5 separate regions of the Mus musculus genome follow, and regions 1, 2, 3 and 5 are each linked to region 4. A link is a contact called in public HiChIP or PLAC-seq and promoter capture Hi-C data. All regions are on one chromosome and are shown on one strand. Each heading gives the region's core, a stretch centred on a gene start, on an enhancer-like site or on the middle of the called end of the contact. The rest is flanking DNA. Distances are from core to core; before and after follow the strand shown.

Evidence for each region. Promoter capture Hi-C pulls out the DNA fragments that hold promoters and counts their contacts. HiChIP or PLAC-seq counts read pairs in DNA pulled down with a chosen protein or histone mark.
Region 1: a promoter capture Hi-C map of the HPC-7 cell line shows a contact between it and region 4, with 19 times the contacts expected there. The contact joins the promoter of Hoxd3 here to the promoter of Hnrnpa3 in region 4. A contact is called at or near these places in 10 of 39 promoter capture datasets (the 3T3-L1 cell line, 3T3-L1-derived adipocytes, the HPC-7 cell line and 6 more), 2 of 484 Hi-C or Micro-C datasets (palatal mesenchyme and uterus) and 8 of 115 datasets of contacts at active chromatin or transcription factors (cardiomyocytes, embryonic forebrain, embryonic limb bud and 4 more).
Region 2: a contact with region 4 is called in a promoter capture Hi-C map of liver, with 5 times the contacts expected there. The contact joins the promoter of Mtx2 here to the promoter of Hnrnpa3 in region 4. A contact is called at or near these places in 9 of 39 promoter capture datasets (the 3T3-L1 cell line, 3T3-L1-derived adipocytes, cranial neural crest and 4 more) and 2 of 115 datasets of contacts at active chromatin or transcription factors (astrocytes and bone marrow-derived macrophages).
Region 3: a contact with region 4 is called in an H3K27ac HiChIP or PLAC-seq map of thymic regulatory T cells, with 4 times the contacts expected there. The contact joins the promoter of Rbm45 here to the promoter of Hnrnpa3 in region 4. A contact is called at or near these places in 2 of 39 promoter capture datasets (hippocampal neurons and pre-B cells) and 1 of 115 datasets of contacts at active chromatin or transcription factors (thymic regulatory T cells).
Region 5: a contact with region 4 is called in a promoter capture Hi-C map of liver, with 5 times the contacts expected there. The contact joins the promoter of Prkra here to the promoter of Hnrnpa3 in region 4. A contact is called at or near these places in 4 of 39 promoter capture datasets (hippocampal neurons, liver and pre-B cells) and 1 of 115 datasets of contacts at active chromatin or transcription factors (astrocytes).

Annotation. Positions count from the first base shown.
Region 1 is chr2:74,710,634-74,713,333 of GRCm38.p6, reverse strand. Hoxd3 (homeobox D3) reads right to left here and starts at 1,341. Exons shown (of 3, transcript NM_010468.2): 1 at 1,018-1,341. Gm38462 (predicted gene, 38462) reads left to right here and starts at 1,276. Exons shown (of 2, transcript NR_164327.1): 1 at 1,276-1,364. The region is part of intron 2 of Hoxd3os1 (homeobox D3, opposite strand 1); the gene reads left to right.
Region 2 is chr2:74,824,473-74,827,172 of GRCm38.p6, reverse strand. It overlaps Mtx2 (metaxin 2), which reads right to left and starts at 1,361. Exons shown (of 10, transcript NM_016804.4): 1 at 1,130-1,361. The coding sequence starts at 1,169.
Region 3 is chr2:76,368,640-76,371,339 of GRCm38.p6, reverse strand. Rbm45 (RNA binding motif protein 45) reads right to left here and starts at 1,356. Exons shown (of 10, transcript NM_153405.2): 1 at 912-1,356. The coding sequence starts at 1,211.
Region 4 is chr2:75,657,895-75,660,594 of GRCm38.p6, reverse strand. Hnrnpa3 (heterogeneous nuclear ribonucleoprotein A3) reads right to left here and starts at 1,336. Exons shown (of 11, transcript NM_053263.1): 1 at 1,272-1,336. The coding sequence starts at 1,277. It overlaps Gm39859 (predicted gene, 39859), which reads left to right and starts at 1,658. Exons shown (of 3, transcript NR_166143.1): 1 at 1,658-1,805; 2 at 2,287-2,376.
Region 5 is chr2:76,646,768-76,649,467 of GRCm38.p6, reverse strand. Prkra (protein kinase, interferon inducible double stranded RNA dependent activator) reads left to right here and starts at 1,441. Exons shown (of 8, transcript NM_011871.3): 1 at 1,441-1,676; 2 at 2,174-2,343. The coding sequence starts at 1,612.

The DNA.
Region 1 (2,700 bases), core at 92-2,591, 950 kb after region 4:
GAACAGGAAATAGGGGTTTCAAAGTGCATCGTCAAATGCCATCCAAAATTTTGGGGAGTGAAACAACATTATGTTCTGCAAAGATTTTCTTTTTCTTTCTTTCTTTTTTTTTCCTGTGTGTTTGGTTCAGTAGTTTCGAAATAAGGGAAATATTGCAGTATGGTGTTTATTGGAAAATGGAAAAAAAAACACAACGCATTTGGAAAGCAAAAAGATCTACTCTTTCATTACTCTGACAAATGAGAAACACACGCGATGTTTGAACGCCGAAATGCCTCACATTTCTCAAATATCTATTGGGTTTATCCTAAAACCTGTACCAGATTTTCTGATATTACTTCCCATAGCAAACATCCATTTGTGACATAAAATAGTCCAAATTCACCTGACACATTATCAGATGCAGGAAGAACCTAGCTTGGGTTATTATTACCATTTTCCCCTTAAGAATTAGAGAAATGTTTTTAAATAATTAAAGCGTCTTTATACACAAGGCCCAATAAAATATAGATCCTAAAAATTGGCCTCACCCATGAAAGACATCCTGAATACACCGAAGTCTCCCCACCCCCACCCACGACCCAACCCTCGAAAAACACCTGTTAACCTAGGGTAGTTCTGACCACCATCAAACCACAGAAACACGGTATTCTATACCATACGAAACCTTTACTGACCCCACCCCTCACCCCCCAGCCCCAGCCAAGCTGAGGAGTCCAGAAACCATTTTCACATTCTTCTTCACAGGGCGGATTGGGGGAGGGGAGCTCGGGATCTGCGGGTTTCCAAGTCAAGGGATCTCTGAGGGGGTGGGGTGAGGTGAGAGACACGAAGGAGTCCCCAATGCACTTTTGAGCCTAGCAGGACCCTACCTCGAGCCCCAAGGGACATACTTTAGGGACGAGGATGCAGAGAGCGATCCCCAGGTTCTTGAATAACGCGGGGAGCTGGGGAAGTGGCACCCATTGCCCGAGGCGGTGGAGCGGGCAGCTCCTGCGCCAGCAGGGTGGCTCTTACCCGGAGGGTGCCGAACTGCGGGCGGTCGGCCCGGACTGTGGCTGGAATCCATCCGGCGCTGCCCGGCTGCGCTCACCATCCTCGGCAGGTTTGGGCTCATGTTGCTGGAGGGATCGGGTAGGAAGCTCGGGACCAGGGTTGAAGCAGGCGGTCGGCTCCCTGCTGGAGTGTGAGAGGCGGCTGGTGGCTCGGCGCCCGGGGCTCCTTCCGGGCTCCCCGCCGGCTCTGGAAGCGGCCGCAATCGCGACCGGGGGCGAGCTGCGGTGGAGTCGCGGCGGGAGCCCAGGCCGCTGCGGACCACGCGATCCCGCAGCCGGCGACTAGAGCCCACCTCTGCAGAGACAAAGGTTAGAAAAAGAGGGGGTGAGGCTCTGGGAAAGCAGAATGCGGGGGCAAATTCGCCTGGGAAATCAGGAAAAAGGCCGTGAAGGCGAGCGGCGCCTGCACATGACCAGCCGCAGCCAATGACGACCGCAAATAGGTCATAAAAAGGTCTATTACCAAGTTGTAAATTTTCTTCAAACAAAAAGGAATTTACTGCAATTCCTTGCGGATTTTGCACATACAGCTCGCGAGCGCCATGTTTTTCCTCTTCTCTTTCTCTCTCTCTCTCCTCTCTCTCCTCTCTCTCTCTCTCTCTCTCTCTCTCTCTCTCTCTCTCTCTCTCTCTCCTTACTACCTCTCCTCTTTTTATCTTCTTTTCTTTTCCTTTCTCTTCGGAATCCCTTTCCTCTCTTCTCTCTCTCTCTCTCTCTCTCTCTCTCTCTCTCTCTCTCTCTCTCTCCTCTCTGTGTGTCAGTTCTCTCTCGTTCTGTCTCTGTCTGTCTCTGTGCCTCCCCCCCCCTCTTTCACACACACACACACACACACACACACACACACACACACACACACGCACGCGCGCACGCACCACACCTTTTCTAGGAATTACTGGGCATTTTTGGTTTTGTTTGGCTCAAAACGTCTGTGCAATTGGCCGCCATGTGGGAGGGAAATGAGACCAGGCAGTGCTTAAGCTCCGGGGATGTCATCCCACAGCGCCTCCCCCAGTCCCAAGTCTGCCCCCCCCCCCAACGTTGGTCACTTGGCTACTCTCTTCCTCTCCCTCACAAAAAAACACTTGTCCAGAAGGAAAGCAGGCACTCTCAGTTTTTACCCGCTCATTTCAGGAAAGCCACATCCCAATACTTTACCCAGAAAACGGGGCTGTTTAGGCCAAGAGAGCACATTCATTTGCCACTTGGCTCCAACTTAAATTAGGGTCCCTCCCGCCTCCTACGTGTTTCTGTGGTGGGGGAGCAACCACTCATCCCAAAGGCTGTGAATGGTTTGGGATACTTGTCTACCTCTCTGAAATACCATTTTGAGCACCCACGATTGGGCTTTTAATCTATTGCCACAGAAAGGAAATTCCCCCCCCCCCCCATCCCTCACTTTAGGTCCTCGATCAATTCTTGCTTATTGGGGAAGTTAGTACTAGTCCTCTCTGCTCTTTCTTCAATCATTTCAGCCCCTGGCCTCCATGTTTGACCATTGAAAAACGCTCAATGCAGCTCTGGGAAGGGAAGGAGTTTTATCTGTTCTTGAAAAGAACAATCTAGGAAAAAAAAAATTCCTCAAAGGTTGGAGTGGTATCACCTTTGTATTGTCAGTGGGAAGCTCTCTGGGGAGCTCACCTGAAAG
Region 2 (2,700 bases), core at 112-2,611, 830 kb after region 4:
GAACTTATCAAAAGTTTATCAAATACCATTTCTTGTTTTCTTGTTGAAAAGAAATCACACATTGGATATATACATTCAGAATACAAACATATACTGTGAAATGATTTATGACATAGTATCAGTCTAAAATAAACCACTGACCTCAAGTCAGAGGCCTGACTTTTTCAACCTCACTGATAAAGTCAGAGAGAAACATTACTTGAAATCTGTGTTATTTACTCAAGTCATGGGTATTTAAAGAGAACTGACAGACAGGTCCTAGGATACAATGGGAAACAAAATTCCCTGCTTTCATGAAGCTTACAATCTCTCTTCTATCCTCTCTCCTATAAAATGCTATTTTAAAGGAAATCTAAGTTCACACAAATTCAATACAATGGAAAGCGTTTCGAAAAGTTGATAACACATTATACTTTCATTTCCAATGTACTACTTTACCCCAAATACGACTGTTTATCTTAGTGACTATCTCCTCATTCGAACGTTGAAAACACTGCTGGAATTAACATTCATCCCATTAACTTGACTCTTTTTTTCTATCATAGCCACTTTCGCCAAAATAAAAACTTCAATACGAATGTGTGTGTGTGTGTGTGTGTGTGTGTGTCAAAAGATGTTTACTTTCTTTAAACTTCATGCCCATTAAGAATAATTCAAAGAATCCCACAGACTTTGCAAATGGCTTGGAGAACAACTCGGGTGACCCATCAACAACAGGTAAAGAAGGGCAGCTCAAGAGTGACAGTCACCTTAAACTTGAGAACCCAAGAGCAGAGAGGCTGCCCTATTCCCACGGAAACCTTGGGGGAGGCGAGGACCCAACCCGTGGCCACGCCCCCACCTCGATCCCCAGCCCCGGGCCTCCGCCACCTAAACCGCGGAGTCGGGGAACAAAGCGCCGCGGAGGGAGTGAGGTCAGGACTCTGTCCCTGCAGGGTGACCTTGGCCATGTGTCCTCAGTTTCCTCATCCAGAAAGTGAGGCCAAGCCTCCATGGCCGCTGCCGCCTCCACCCGGGCTGTAGACTCAGCACCCTCGACCCACGGCTACAGGGAAACTCCAGCCCTCCGCCTCCCCACGCGGATCCCCGCCGCCACCCACGCCGCCCCGTCGGCGCCCACACGGGCTACCTGCGATCTGGGAGACGAACGCTTCCGCCACCAGAGACATGTCGGCTGCGAGGTCCTGCGCGCGCGCCTGAGCTCCGCGGCGCTCGGCGCCCTCCCGCGCGACCTCGGCGGCCTTCCCCCGGCAGCTGACGAGCTTCGCTGGGCCAACGCTAAGACGAGCAGAGCTCACCTCGGCAGCGGTGGCTCGGCCCGCAAGGTTACCGCCAGGCCGACCAAGCACTTCCGGCGTCGCTGACAACGCGCGCCGGCACTTCCGGCTGCTCCGCCCCGCGCGCTCCGGACCTGCGAGAGCCCTAAGAGAGCAGGCTCTCTGGCTAGAGTCTTTTGGATTTGATTGCAACCTTTCAGCAGTTCAACAAGACAGAAACAGCTTCAAGAGGTTCAAGTGCCTGGTCTGGTTCTACTGGAGCCCAGAAACTCAGGAATTCTCTCAATTCCACTAACTGTAGGATTCGGGGTCCATAGACTGATATTAGTGTTGGTTATTTGTTCAAATGCGCTAGCCAGAAGGAGGCTTACACAGCTTGTGAGCTGAGACATAATTTAATCTTTCAACTCCAAGCACCCAAAATGAAGCTTGGAGAATAAAGCACTTCAATTACTTGTTTCTGAGTGTAGAAGGAACAAGAGTAAAAGGAAGGGCGCTAGATCCCTTGAATCTTTCCTCTTAGTCTAATCTTTTTTTTTTTTAACTATAGGTTACAATTGACCAAAAATCATAAATATTACAGAATTAGAAAATTAGAAGCATAAAGTTACACTTGATTTCAGAAATCATTTGGTGAGCCAAAGCCCCCTTTCGCTGATGAGAACATGGCTCGGAGAGGTGAGACGATGTTGTTGTGTGTGTGTGTCAGTGTATAGACCCAAGACAACTTTTGGTACTTAGTTCTCTCCAACCATGTGGGTTCCAGGGATCCAACTCAAGTCTTCAGGCTCGGTAGCATAGCCCATACACACACATGCATCAGCTTGTACAGTGGTCAGTGTCTCAGTACCTCTTCAGTTGCTCTCCATCCTCTATTTTGAGATAGGGTCTCTCACTGAGAATCTGGAGCACAAGGATTAGGCTGGCCAACAACACTCGGAACTTGGTCTGTCCCTGCCCACCTCCCACCCAACCCTAGAGTAAACTACTGTACCTGGCCTGCCTCTGCCTCCCGAGTGCTGGGATTAAAGGTGTGCACCACCACGCCTGGCGATTTTGTTTCTTGTCCACAGATCTCTGACCCTCCATTACAGTTTATTGTCTAAATTTCTGTTCATATACTTAAGTAGTATATTGCTTTCTTAGAGGTGCGGGACAGATTATCACACACTGGGTGTTTAAAACAACGGATGCATTTACTCTCTGGTTCTGGAAGCTAGAAGTCTGAGGTTAAAGTGTTGGCAAGACGATGCTTGCTCTCAAGGACATAGAAATAAATGTCCTTCCTCCATCTGCCCAGCTTCTAGGATTTCCAGGGTTCCTGGGCATTCCATGGCTTTAGACAAGTCATTTCCACCTTTGCTCCCACCATTAGGCAACATTCTCCCTTGCATCTGTTTGTCCAAACTTCTGTCTTCCACTG
Region 3 (2,700 bases), core at 107-2,606, 710 kb before region 4:
GCACACACCTTGTTCTCAAAAATTTTAACCCCGTTCCTCCCTTGCTCTCCCCCCGCCCCCATTTATTTCCCCTTCTCTACGTGCTCATGGCTGGCCTCTTCTTTCTTCTTCCTTTTCTTTCTCTCTTCTTCTTCTTCCTCCTGCTCCTTCTTCTTTCCCTCCCCCTCCTCCTCTCCCTCTGCCTTTCTCTGCCCCTACTACCCTCTAACTCCCCTCCCCATGCCCAGGTGCAGCATAGAAGAGGGGCTGGAGACACTCTAGCCCACAGTCCATGAACACTCGTAAATGGTATTCTTACAAAACCCAAACCAGAATTCCCCCACACCTTGCACCGTTTTCTAGGTTTGCCCCTTTCCAGTATAGCATAGCTTGTCACAAAATACTTTTACTTTGATAATTTTCTGTTTATAGGCATGGTGCTGTAATTTTTTTTTTACTTAAGAGATCCTTCAAGCTTTGTAAAAGTAAAATACACGAGGAAAAAAAACCCTAAAACTAAATTTTCTAGTCGCGAAGGTAATTACAGTGTTCGAGAGAGGAAGCTCAGAAAAGTTTTCACAATAGACAGGAAGACGGGGACAGGAGGTTGACTGACTTACGAGGTCAGCCACAGTTGTGCTATCCTTGGATGTGGCTACCCAATCTGTTCCCAGGGTAAGAGGCTCCTTTGGCCAGAGGCCGGGGATCCGCTCCTCCAAGCCATCCTCGGCACACTCACGGTGCGTGCAGAATCCAACCCCTCTCCTACCAGATGCACAGCATCCCCGGCGCAGCAAAGGGGCGGGAGAGACCCCAACCCATACCGCCGTCACCCTCGCGAGCACCCTCAACCCCGGGCACCCATATCCCAAACACCCCAACCTGGGCATCTCTACCTCACACACCCTAAACCAGGCACCTCAGCCCCGCACCTTGATGGGCTTGGTGTCGCTGGGACCCAGGCACTGTCCGTGCATCTCCTCCATTGCCCGGCAGGCCTGTGAGCTGCGCGCGAACTTGACGAAGGCCACGCCCTTGGACTCCTTAGTGTGCTTGTCGCGCACCACCCAGATGTCCTGGATGTCTCCGAAGGGCGAGAAGCGCTCCCTCAGCACCAATTCGGATGTGTGCTTGCTGATCACTAGAAAAATGCGGCTGTTGGGCGGCTCATCCAGGCTGTCTACGCCCGGGCGGAATCCTCCGCTGCCTCCCAAGCCGCCGGCGTCGTCCATGGCGCCCCACGCGGGACCCAGGCGCAGCCCCCCTGCAGGCCCTGTTCACCCGGCAGGTTCTCGGCCGCTTCCCGGCCGCTTCCCGGCAGCTCCCCGTCTCGCCCCACGCCGGTAAGCAGCTCCGCTTCCGGAAGAGCCGAGAGCCGGAAAGCAGGTGCGTCCCGCAGTGAGGTCTGCGGGCTTCCGGGAACATTCTGCAGCGCCCCCTGGTGCCACGGTGGACTCAGCAATCTCAAATCTTCAGTCCCAGGGAAAACCAAGAATGGGTTTATGCAAACCACTTTGCCCTGTGGCTAAAAAGATCCACCTGCCTGATTCTTAAGCCTTCCCAAAGCTGGCTTCTACTAAGCCTGTAATCAGATTGCTACATTTGAGGCCTCCTGGGCTACATAGTAAATTTGAGGTCAGCAAAAGCACCACACCAAAAATATACAAAAAGCAGGCAGGCTTCACTCAAAATGGTCCATAGAGACAGGTACAAAGGACCATTGCGTTGGGGTCTTGCAGTAAGGGGGAGAGACTGGACTTGGTTCCAGTAAGATAAATGGAGGACAGTACAATATGAGTTAGTATAAGGACAATTACTGAAGATCGCGGGGTAAGAGAGACTCTCAGTAGATCTGCTTCCCAGAACTTAGGCTGTAGATAAGTGATAAGTTGATAAGTAATAAAACATTAACAGCCGGGCAGTGGTGGCGCACGCCTTTAATCCCAGCACTTGGGATGCAGCAGCAGGTGGATTTCTGAGTTTGAGGCCAGCCTGGTCTACAAAGTGAGTTCCAGGACAGCCAGGGCTATACAGAGAACCCCTGTTTCGAAAAACCAAAAAAAAAAAAAAAAAAAAAAAAAAAGACATTAACAGCAGTCAGACATCAAGGATAAGAATTATGGCGAAACTGACTTATCAGGATTTGTCCTCCAATTAGATTCCCCTAGAACAGAAAGCTGGAAGTTGGATCTAGTCAAGCAGAAGACCTGGGGGGAGTTTGTCTGAAATTTTGGTGAAAACACAGTCTTCATCACCGTTTTGGCGTGGCCTTGTTAGGATGGGTGTGGCCTAGTTAGAGTGGGTGTGGCCTTGTAGGAAGTGTGAGGTTGAGCTTTGGGAGTTTCAGTAGCAGTGCCTTCTTTCCCTCTTGTCTTTGGACCTGGAGGTAGAACTTCCAGCGGCTTCTCCAGCACTATTATCTCTGCCTGCTGCTATCCTTCCCGCCATGATGACGGTGGACTCAACCTCTGAAAGTGTAAGCCAGCCCCAGTGAAATGCTTTCCTTTATAAGAGTTACCGTGGTCATGGTGTCTCTTCGCAGCAATAGAATACTAAGAGTTAAAACCATAGAGTCTGATGGCTGAAAGGAGCCTTTTACAACCATGGAATCCTTATCCCTATTTTTAGAGATGAGGAAATCTGAGGCTCAAAGTTAAGATGCACAGGTAACAGAACCAGGCCCAGAGGCAGCTGTGTGTGTGATCTACGCAGCTACCGCAG
Region 4 (2,700 bases), core at 87-2,586:
AGAAACAAAACCGTAACTGAGAGACTTAGAAAATATCTAGCCTGTGGTTTTCTTTTTGAAGATTTTACTTTCGAGTGAACCGCTTTTAATGAACGCATTAAGACAATTCAACACAAGCCCTTAAAGGGGGCTCACTTTCTTCCATCTTCTGGAAATATTAGTTAGAACATTCAATATGCAGACAGCCACATACCAGAAACCCAACTACCCAAATTCACGTAAAACCCCTTTATTCAAGCCTCGCATAAATGAATTTGACAATACACAAAAAGCATCTCTATACACACAAAATTCTCGTAATCGTGGTATTTTCTAGTGTGGTCGCAGTTCTCTAAAACCAAAATCCAGGAAAACCAAAATCCGGGCCAATCCGAAGTATGAGAAATTAGATCAATAAAAATATTAAGCTCCAAGTAAACACATCTACACTCAAACCCCCGAAATGGTTAAGACTTCAACCACAGGACGCTGTAAATACTCTCATTCCAAATACTTGAGCACAAGCAGCGGGTTAGGAAGCACCTTAAAGCAGCAAGCTTTTCAGTAATGTATCCCCAAATGAGCGCTGAGAAAATCCGGCCCGAGTATTGCGCGGATTGTCATCACCCAGAAGGCCCGCCAAGGCCTAGATCCACGTCGGGAGCACCCCAGCGGAAAGCACCGCGCCCGGAGCCTGGAGGCCATCTGCGGCAGAAACGCCGGGCCGCCTCCCGCCGTCCCCTCCAATCCCCGCGCACTCCTTCTTGGCGGCGTAGCCAGGCGGCGGCCATTGCGGGCCACTGCGCCATTTCGTAACGCGGCGGCGGCGGATCAATGTCAATGCGGCCGCCGCCCGCCTGCTCGCTCGCCCGGATGTGCTCCTCCCCTCCCCCACCGCCTCCTCCCAACCGCTCCCGCGGAGGCCCGCCATGCCGCCCGCGGCCTCGCTAAGTCAGGCCGCGCAGCCCGAGGGCATCCTCGCCCGGCTGCCGAGCCACTCCCCGGCCCCGCCGCGTCTTCGAGGGCTGCCGGTGCGGCCGACCGAGAGGACCAGGCCGACGGAGGGCCCGGAGGAGGCCACCCGGCCCGCTCCCCTCCCCCTCCCACCGCCCTCAGCGCAAAGCGCGGGACGATCGTCCCGGTCTCCCCGGCCTCCCCACTCCCATCGAGCCAAAGCCCCCCCATGCCGGCAACTACCCAGCAACCCCCCGCTCTCCCCCTAATACCTCCTCCCCCCGGCGGCGGCGGCGACGGCCGGAGTCAGGCTGGGGGCGACCGGGCGGCGGTTTTACCTCCATTTTGAGACCGGACTCGCCTCTTCCAACTCGAGTTCAATATGGGACCGAGAGGAAGAGGCGGGGCCAGTCACCACGTGATGTGCTATCCGCGCGCCGCCCGCCCACTGGGGGCGGAGTCATGAGAAAGCGGAGCGCGACTGGTCCACCGCGTTGGCGGGCCGAGGGTGGAGAGCGGGGATTGGGCCGCCGGCGGGAGCGCGCGCGCCTCGCCAACTTCCAACGCAGCGCCGCCTTCGCCGCGGTTCGCGCCCGGCAGCGACGCTTACGTCAGCGGCAGCTCGACCAATGGCGAGAGCCCACGTCGGGAGAAAGCCGCGTGACCGCGCGTCAGCTTAGAGAAAGGCCTTTCCCTTTCTTCTGGCCCCTCTCGCCCCTCCCCCGCGCGCCTGCGGGTCTCCATTTCCGAGTTCACCTCCATTCCAGAGCCAAATGGAAAGTCACGCTTTTCTGACTTGAGACTTAAGGTTGTAAGAAAGCCAGTTGACCATCTTCGCCTCCCTCGCGGCTTTCTAAATGTCGAGAGCCCAGGTTTGGAAAAATGTGACTGCGCCGCCTTCCTGGGAGACCCACACTGCAAGTCGCAGTCGGGGCACGTCTCACGGACCGCAAAACGCGGCTGAGTTACTGCGGTTTTCACCTTAGCAGCTTGCACATTTACAAATTAAGACAGTCTGGGAGGAAGAAGCAGAGCCACTTGGGTATAGAATTGAGAGAATGGAACGATTTCCAACGTTTCCAAAAGGCTTCTGGCCATATAGGCCCTCTACCTGTTGGCTAGAGATTTGTTTCTTATTTAAAGTGGTCATCAGTTTCGAGTTTTAGTGTGCAGTATATGAACGAAATAAGTCGAATCGTTTATTTGCTTAGCAAAGGGATTTGGAACGATTTGGGTTTTTAATCAAATAAAAGCAAACATAGGATTAGGTAGTCTCGAAACACCCACTGTAACGAAGAATGATACCCCGGATTCTAATAGTATGTAAACGCAAACACTGTTTTTATTCTGTAGAAGTCCAGCATGCTGGGGTCTCCCGTTACCAAGATAGAGCCTGAAGTGAGCCCGCAGGACCAATTTAAAGCACCTTAGTGGAATCCTGGGGTAGGTGGGCTTTGTCTTACTCTGTCTCTAGGTATTCCAGAACCATACTAGGGTATGGTGCCTGGAAACTGGCTGAGGAATCTGGGGTGGGGGGTGGTAGGCTGTGTCTTATGCTATCTCGAAGGACATTCCATTACTGGGGCGTGGGGGCTGGCTGGGAACTGCTGACCCATTGTCCTTGTTTCAGGCCAGGTGGTGGGGCAGTTTCTAATTAGCTGCCTGAAGCCTGGGTTTTTAGACCTCGTCTCCTTAGCTGCTAATTTGAAGCCTGTCGTGGACTTAGCCTAGCCTTCTCACAATAACAACTGTAAATTAAAAGTCTAC
Region 5 (2,700 bases), core at 192-2,691, 990 kb before region 4:
TTATTGGATTGTAACCCGTGTATATTATACAGAAATAAAAGCGAGAATAGGCTTAACCTAAGCCCCAGTAGAATTCAATTTGGTTCAATTCCGGATATTTTTTCCTTGCTTCCAAGTGTTTGGGCTCTCATACAACCAAAACAAATTTCCATCACAGAACCAAATACTTTTGTACATCAACCTAAAACTTCCATTAAAAAACAAACAAACAAACAAACAAACAAGCAAACAAAAAAACCTTTTAGGAGTCTCTCAGTAAGAATATTTCTAGAATTCAATTCTAGAGCATTAAGTAAACACAGGAGCCATTGTGCAAATAGTTCACAAATTCTAAGACGCTCTGAAGCGCTAACACACCCACAACATACTCTGTAGGTGGAGCGTTCCAGGTTAACGTCATCACTCTCCATTGCACAGGTCAACCGGAAGAGCAATCCTGGAAACTGGTCTAAATATCCTTGCTATGCACTCCACCTCCAGCATCTCTTTGGGGATCCCACATGTTCCCAAAGCAGAGGTTCTAAACCTGTGGGTTGCAAGTCCCCTGGGGTTGCATTATAGTAGCAAAACTACAGATATGAAGTAGCAAGAAATAATATTATAGTTGGCGAGGGGGAGAAGGGGTTGTCACCACGACATGAGGAACTGAATTAAAGGGTCACAGCATTAGGAAGAATGAAAACCACTATCCTAAGCAGGTCACAAGAGTCCGCCAGACAGCAGCGGGCCCGCCAGACAGCAGCGGGCCCAGGGATCCAGGGCTCTTAAAGCCACTGGCTGCCCCTTAGCTGACGCTCTCGGGTCTCAAGTTTCGGGGCCAAGATCCACAATTTTCTTAGTAATTTACCATTCGAATTTTTAAATCTTTCTTAAAGTAGTCCAACCCTTAATCTTTTTTCCTTGCTCCTCAAACATGCTAGGCTCGTAGCCTACTACTAGCTTTCTCGCTGAGAAGGAAGCCACCTCCCTTTAAGGACAAAGGACTGAGGCTCTCTGCACCACTAAAGGCGGGAGGGGAAACTCGGGGAACCGAAGCGGGGTGCAGGCAGGAGCCGGGAAGAGCCGGGACATGCAATGGAGGCGGGGCCTAGAAGGGTGAGGGGCGGGGCCGGGCGCTCAGAAGCTTTGGAAGCGGAACGGGGGGTGGGGGGAGGCGCCTGCAGAGGCTGGGAAGAGCCCGGACTGGCAGAGAGGGCGGAGCCAGGTCGCAGGAGGGGCGGGGCCGGGCTCTGAGAAGCTCTGGGAACCCAACTAGAGAGCGGGCGGTAGCTGGGAAGGACAGAAACTTGGCAGAGAGGGCGGAGCCCGAGGAACGGGAAAGGGCTGAGCACTGTGGCAAAGTGGAGCAAGAACATCGAGGGGCTGAGCATGGCAGAGAGGGGCGGGGCAGAGAGGCTGGGCAGAGAGGGGGTGTGGCCGGCTCTTCCGCGCCGAGGCCCCGCCTCTCCTTCCTTCTCCTCCTGTCCCTTAGCTGGAGGGAGGCAGGCAGCGATTCGAGGGGCGTCCAAGCGGCAGCGCGGGCACGCTCCTCTCGGGAACTGGCCGACGTGGAGAGGGAGGACCCAGATCCACACTTCTCTTGATTGCTGTGGCCAGCCGTCCCTTCTCGCCATGTCCCATAGCAGGCATCGTGCCGAGGCCCCGCCGCTGCAGCGCGAGGACAGCGGGACCTTCAGGTCAGCGCCGGGCCGTCGAGGCCTCAAGGCCCAAGACGGGTGGGCAGCGGGGCAGGGGCAGGGAGCCGGCTGTCGGGCAGCATTCTGGGTAAAGCTCCCCCCTCTCCCGGCGTGGCGCTGGGCCCGCCCTCCGGGCCCTGGGGGTCTGCTGCGCGCCCCGCCCCTCTAGTGACCCTAGGCAGCTAGCCGATCGGGAGGACTTGATCAGTGTTGAGGCGCAGACCCGGGTGTCTAGCTGCCTAGTCCAAGCCCACCCGATTTCTTTCAGCATCCCTCCCACCGCTCTCAAGTTCTCTGTACAGACCTCTCCACTCTCCTCCATGGGCTGCAGCACCCGGGGACAGGTGCTCGCCCAGGCCTTGCCACTGATCCTGGCCGCTGGGGAGCTGCAGAACCTTTTTGTCACCATTTGTGACTGTCAAAACTGAGAAGTGGATGCTTTTGCTTCCCTTTCAGCTTTGACGTGCAATGCCTACGTTTTTTTCTGGTTTTTGCAGTTTGGGCAAGATGATAACAGCTAAGCCTGGGAAAACACCGATTCAGGTATTGCACGAGTACGGCATGAAGACCAAGAACATTCCAGTTTATGAATGTGAAAGATCCGATGTGCAAGTACACGTGCCCACTTTCACCTTCAGAGTAACCGTTGGTGACATAACTTGCACAGGTCTGTATGCAGTTAATTCCCCATGACCATGTGGATTGGAGGCCCTGATTCTATGTTGCTTTTCAGTAAGGAAAAGCGCCCTTTTAATTAAGATGGCTGTGGGAGTGTACTCTGAAGACAAGAGACTCCAGGATCAACTTCATTTGTTTCGCTCCCTAGTTCTGTCTCGCTAAGATGTAAGGAAGCTCAGACACTCCCAGCATCCTGCACACTTTCCAGTACCTGGGGAGCCGGCTAAAGTTCCTCTTAAGAATTAAAAACTGGAAATATTCTTGGAGCTCCGATAGCCAAGTCCGTGGGTGCTATCGCCTTTCAAAGTTACAAAGTTACCAGCGCAGAGGCTAGTAGCCACGCCGT